Regions from separate parts of the Mus musculus genome. Here region 1 is linked to region 2. The links are chromatin contacts, called in public Micro-C maps. All regions are on one chromosome and are shown on one strand. The core of a region is the stretch at or near the end of the contact, and the rest is flanking DNA. Distances in the headings are between cores, read along the strand shown. Region 1 holds the start of 0610039H22Rik (RIKEN cDNA 0610039H22 gene). Region 2 holds the start of Mks1 (MKS transition zone complex subunit 1).

What was found. Hi-C and Micro-C count contacts between places; a contact is called where the count stands out from the background.
Region 1: a Micro-C map of embryonic stem cells shows a contact between it and region 2, with 6 times the contacts expected there. The contact joins the promoter of 0610039H22Rik here to the promoter of Mks1 in region 2. A contact is called at or near these places in 2 of 39 promoter capture datasets (hippocampal neurons and pre-B cells), 1 of 484 Hi-C or Micro-C datasets (embryonic stem cells) and 1 of 115 datasets of contacts at active chromatin or transcription factors (bone marrow-derived macrophages).

Annotation. Positions count from the first base shown.
Region 1 is chr11:88,617,903-88,620,602 of GRCm38.p6, forward strand. It overlaps 0610039H22Rik (RIKEN cDNA 0610039H22 gene), which reads left to right and starts at 1,349. Exons shown (of 3, transcript NR_131025.1): 1 at 1,349-1,868. The region is part of intron 5 of Msi2 (musashi RNA-binding protein 2); the gene reads right to left.
Region 2 is chr11:87,851,869-87,854,568 of GRCm38.p6, forward strand. Mks1 (MKS transition zone complex subunit 1) reads left to right here and starts at 1,347. Exons shown (of 18, transcript NM_001039684.3): 1 at 1,347-1,461; 2 at 1,869-1,978. The coding sequence starts at 1,382.

The sequences.
Region 1 (2,700 bases), core at 99-2,598, 770 kb after region 2:
AGCAGGTGGTCAGGGGAGACTTCTGAGAACCCACGCCTAGACCTTGATCTCAGAAAGAGGAAAAAAAAATACACTAAAGAGCAACCAACACACTAAAGAGCAACCAAGACAGGGGCCGGGGCCAGGGCCAGAGCTGGGGCCAGGATTGGGGGCGGGGGGGGGGGGGTGGTCATCACTGCAAACCGAAAGCATTCATCAGAGCCCTTTCTCCCACTGGAATGCTGGGATACTAAGACCGGTCGTTCTTTCAACAGGAAAGAAAAGCGTAGGCCAACTCTTGCTGGCTCGCTCTGCTCCTTCGGCACAGTTTACTGAAGCGTGTGAGGCTCTGCCTAACATTTAGGATATTTTGATTTAAAATGCAAACAGCAACACTGATAAAGATCGTGGCGCCAAAGCGGGCCCTCGAAGGAAAGGGCACACTAACTCCCCTCCTTCTAACCCTGGATCTCACAGCTACCTAAGCTGACGGCTTGAAATTAACTCATTCAGTTAATAATTCAAAGCCATGGGCTGGACAAGTTTTAACGCCTCAATGTTGGTTTATAATTAACCCAGACCGTGGTGTTCTTAGGTGTTTGATTTTTAATTAGTCTATTGATTAATCAGTCTGGTTAACAATTATTTATTTCTGGGGCCCTTTACTGTCTTCTATTCTTGTTAAGGGAGGGTGAGGGTTACCCTGGCTCCTTTCTCCTCTGAACCCCTCCAGATCACAGTCCCATCATTCTCTAGGGACACTGTAGATACAGTATTGAGACCAGAAAGGAAGCCTGCCCAGCCTGACACAAATGAAGGTACCCCCCCTTTTGTTCATCTGTTATCCTTGGTATCAGATTCTGCTCGCAGGAGCACATGAAATGAAGGAACTCACAGAATGGCACCCTACCCAGGCACAGGCTGGGCCCTCTCATCCCTTCCTTCCCAGTTCAGAGCTAATTGACATCTTGTGTGAGCATTGCATCATGTCCCTTTGCAAAGCCAGAAGCAACTGAGAAGGTGCTACACGCCCCTGCCCCCCCCCCATCTCTCGGGGGACTAACCCAAAACAAATTACTCAGTAATGGGAGGGCCCCTCTCTCTGGCAGAGGCCCACATGTCTGTCTGTTCAGCAGTTTCTTGCCTGCTCTATTTGTAGGGGTTGCAGGGGATCAGAGAGGTCACCACCTCTCTCAGGGTTACAGTGCTCTGTAGCACACAGCTGCTCAGAACCCACACTCCTCCCCGTGACAGAGGAGGAAGCACAGTTAACAACAAGGCTGGTGACTGATGCCCGTTGACGTTCTGGGGTGTCCTCCCTCGACGATCACAAAAAATTAACCCAAGACACCAGCACCAACACCAACAGTCCACCAGGGGATCGAAGCAGGTCCTACCTAGGACAAGTTTTCTCAGCATTCAGCACTATGTCACCAAATGACCAGGAGGCAGCCCAAGATGGAAATCCTTGGTAGAGATTTCCTTTGGAAAATTCCACTGTATATCCATGAAAGACCGATCTTAGAATTCTTATGGAAAAAAAAATTATCTTTACAGATCCCATGCAAGGGTGTCATGGATAACCAGGGGTCCTGGACCACAAAGCAACTCCTCTGGAAGATTCATGTATAGGACAACTCTGGGCTGCAGGAGCCCCTAGGACCTGGGTGAGCTGCTTTAACTTCTTCCTCTCTAAACTCAGCTAAAGACCCGGAACCCTACAGAACCCAGTGTGGATGCCCATCATTGGATGATTGCATCTGCTGCTGGCACCAATCACAGAGCTGCCCAGGCCTACAGGGTACCACACAGTTGGCGGAAGTGCAGGGACCCATGTGCCCAGGCCATGCCACAGACAACCGCAACTGCATCCTTCAATGAAGCTCCAGGTAAAAGCAACTGGGCGTGAGAGGGATGGCAATGTGTGTGCAAGGCTTCTCCCTGGTGCCTTTCAGGTTGGGATTTAGCATCTTCGGGCAGCTACCCACAGGTCCCTTTAACAAGCCTCGGGGGGGGGGGGGGGGACTGGGAGCCACACTGTTCCTAGCCTACAGGAATAGCCTCAGGGCAGCAGCAGGAAGGGCTGTTCCCGTTCAGGAAGCTGTGTCCTTTCTGAAGACCTAGAACCCTGGCCAGGATGGGAGCCTCAGAGTCCACTTGAAATACCCTGGGAAAACACCCCTCCCCAAACTACATCTGTACTCCTCCTCCATCCAACACAGCCTTCGAGTAATCCCCACCACCTGCCGGTTTCTCATTTTCTCTCTTGCAACAACTTAAAATTTAAAAGAAAAAAAAATTTAATCACAATTCAGGAAAACACACCCACGCATCTTGCTCACTAAGCGTGAAAGCCACCACTCCCTCGCTCAACTCAGCCCCTGCTCCACTTCAGAGAGTGGAGGAGAGAGAAATGTCATTTGACACCACAAACGCTGCCTCCTTCTCAACCTGGAGGCCCCACCTGCCGGCATGTTTGCAAGGCTAATTCCAATCTCACTATTTGAATACACTTGCAAGCTGGGAAAACAAGCCAATAGTTCAGAGGATCCAAGGCAAACTCCGTCTGACAGCCCTAGCCCCGACGGCTGCCAAGACTGATTGACTGGCTGGTTATATTTAGAGGTGGAGGAGGAGGGGACATCAAACAGTGTAGGGCCTCCCGAACTCAAGAATGCTGTGTTGAGAACGACAGACTAGCAAATAAACAGCCGACAGCCA
Region 2 (2,700 bases), core at 97-2,596:
GTGGTGAGTTCTTAGTGCACACAATGAATAGTTAGGTGCTCATGATTTCTCTGCTCTATAATCGGATGGCCATGAAATGTCCCAGGCCAGGCAACAATTGCTTATTCGGATGAATAAGTAGCAACCGTCAAATACTAATTGTCAATATTGATATTGCCAAACTGCCGGAATTAAACTTATACCATCTTTCCTTGGATGTGCCAGTGAACCATGACTTCTGAATGTCACTCTGGTGGTTTTTCAGGGGCTGGCTCGGAGTCTTAACTGGTTAATAATCCAGAACCAACATGCCCCAGGGAAAACACCCTTTCCTTCCTTTCTGCTGGCTTCCTTGTTTTTTATTTCTCTGGCTCAGTGCATACCAACAAAACTACTAATATACCTGCCCCACAGGTTTTTTTTCTTCCAGGAATGTTTTCTTTCTTTTTTTCTTTTTCTTTCTTTCTCTTCTTCTTCTTCTTCTTCTTCTTCTTCTTCTTCTTCTTCTTCTTCTTCTTCTTCTTCTTCTTCTTCTTCTTCTTCTTCTTCTCCTCCTCCTCCTCCTCCTCCTCCTCCTCCTCCTCCTCCTCCTCCTCCTCCTCCTCCTCCTCCTCCTCCTTCTTCTTTCTCTTTTCTTTTCCTGTCTTTTCTTTTCTTTTTCCTGAGACAGGGTTTCTCTGTATAGCCCTGGCTGTCCTGGAACTCACTCTGTAGACCAGGCTGGCCTCGAACTCAGCAATCTGCCTGCCTCTGCCTCTCAAGTGCTGGGATTAAAGGCGTGCGCTACCACTGCCCGGCTGTTTTTTAATTTTTGTTTGCATGTCCTTTTAGTCATATCCACCAACTGTTTAGGCCTGAGTTTTCTCTCCTTAAATTTTTTTAAATTTATTTTATGCATAATGGTGAACATGTTTGTGCAACACATGTGTACTGTAAGGCGGCAAGGTGTCTGACCCTTTGGAACTGGAGTAGAGACAGGTGTGAGTGGCCATCTGGGCCTGCTAGTTCCTCTGAAAGTCCAGTCACTAACCTCTTAACCACTAAGCCATTTCTCCACGCCCCCTAGGCCGAAGTTTTCAAATGTTCAGTGGAAGGCAGTGTTTGATCAGAAAGTAAGGACTCAGGTCACCTGGTTCTGGCCACCATCACCATTTTTGCACCTAAACAAAGTAGCTGATGGCGGTTTTCTCTTTTGTGCAGTGCACCAACTTTCACCTTGGGTGGAGGTGAGCTTTACTCACACAGGACAGCTGAGGGTCCCGCTGCCAGGCTAGGGACTGGCTCCCGCAGACGTGGAGAGCTGCGCGCGCAGCGCCTCCCTTGCCTAAGAAGCCAGCGTCTCCGTTGCCAGGGGAACGAGGCACCACGCTTTCCGGCGCGGTCGCAGCGCGAAGCAGCTGTCATGGCGGAAGCGGTCTGGAGCACTGACACCGGCGAGGCCGTGTATCGCTCCCGGGACCCCGTGCGCAACCTGCGCCTCCGGTAGTCACTCGACCCCAGTTTCAGGGCCCCCTAACTTTATGCTCCGAGGCCCCCTAACTTTATTCCACCCTAAGCTTTTAGATGCTCAGAGGCCCCTACTTCCGCTTACAATCCCAACTACTTCCTCTGCCATCTCTGCGCGCGTCTTGTTATCAGGATCTTTTTCCACTGAAAGCTTCCAAGTACACCTTTCAGATTCACCCTGCCCAAGTCCCTTCAAGTTCTCGCCACTTTCAAACCCCTCGGGTCCCTGTGCTGATTTATCCAGCAGACGCCCCTACCCACCTCTTCTTTGCAGCAGCCTTGACTTCTCTGCCTCTGTGATTTCTTTCCCCGATTCATGCTCTGTATATCTCCTTGCTGTGTGTCTCTGACACGCGTATTTGGGGCTTCTCTTCTCTTGACAGAGTTCATCTGCAAAGAATCACATCAAGCAACTTCCTTCATTACCAGCCTGCTGCCCAGATGGGGAAGGACCTCATAGACTTGGCCACTTTTAGGCCTCCGCAAGCTGCTAGTGGGTGTTTGTGATGACGCTACATTCATTTGAGACTAAGGCAGGGGTGCGGGGCAGTAGAGGTACAGAGGAGGAACGGAAGGCTCAGAGAGGTTGAGTTTATTGCCCAGTGTCACCTAGCCGAGGAATATAGAAGCATTTGAATGAACCTGGGCAATCATCTTTTTAATTTTTTATTATTTATTTATTTTTTTACATTGTAATTTACTTTTGTGTGTGTGTGCACGCCCATGCCACAGTGCGAGAGTGAAGTTCAGGGGATAACTTTTGCGAACCAGTTCAGTTATCTCTTCACCAGATGAATCCTGGGGCTTGAGCCATCTTACCCGAGTTGTGACTTGGGGGATGGGGAAAGGACTTCTAAGAGAAATATGTTCCAAACTCCAAATGTATGTATAAATACACTTAAAAAACAATTTTAAAACAGGAGTTTGCACGAAAATATGATTTTTTCCTCTTGCCTTGAAAGCCAAAAGAAAGGACAGGACCGTCGTGTTTGGCCAATAATTTTTCATGCTTTTGTCATTGTTCTTTCTACTCAGAAATATTCTTAGGCAAAAAGGGTAGCCTGGCAGATCACAAATCATGCATCTTGTGTTTCTGGATGATTCGGTGGTGGTTTCAGAAAAACATCAGGGTCCTTATCTAGCAAATTCAGCCAGGATTGAGGAAGGGCTGGCCCTTCAGCCTCTAGCTAAACTCTAGTGCCTTATACGGGACTA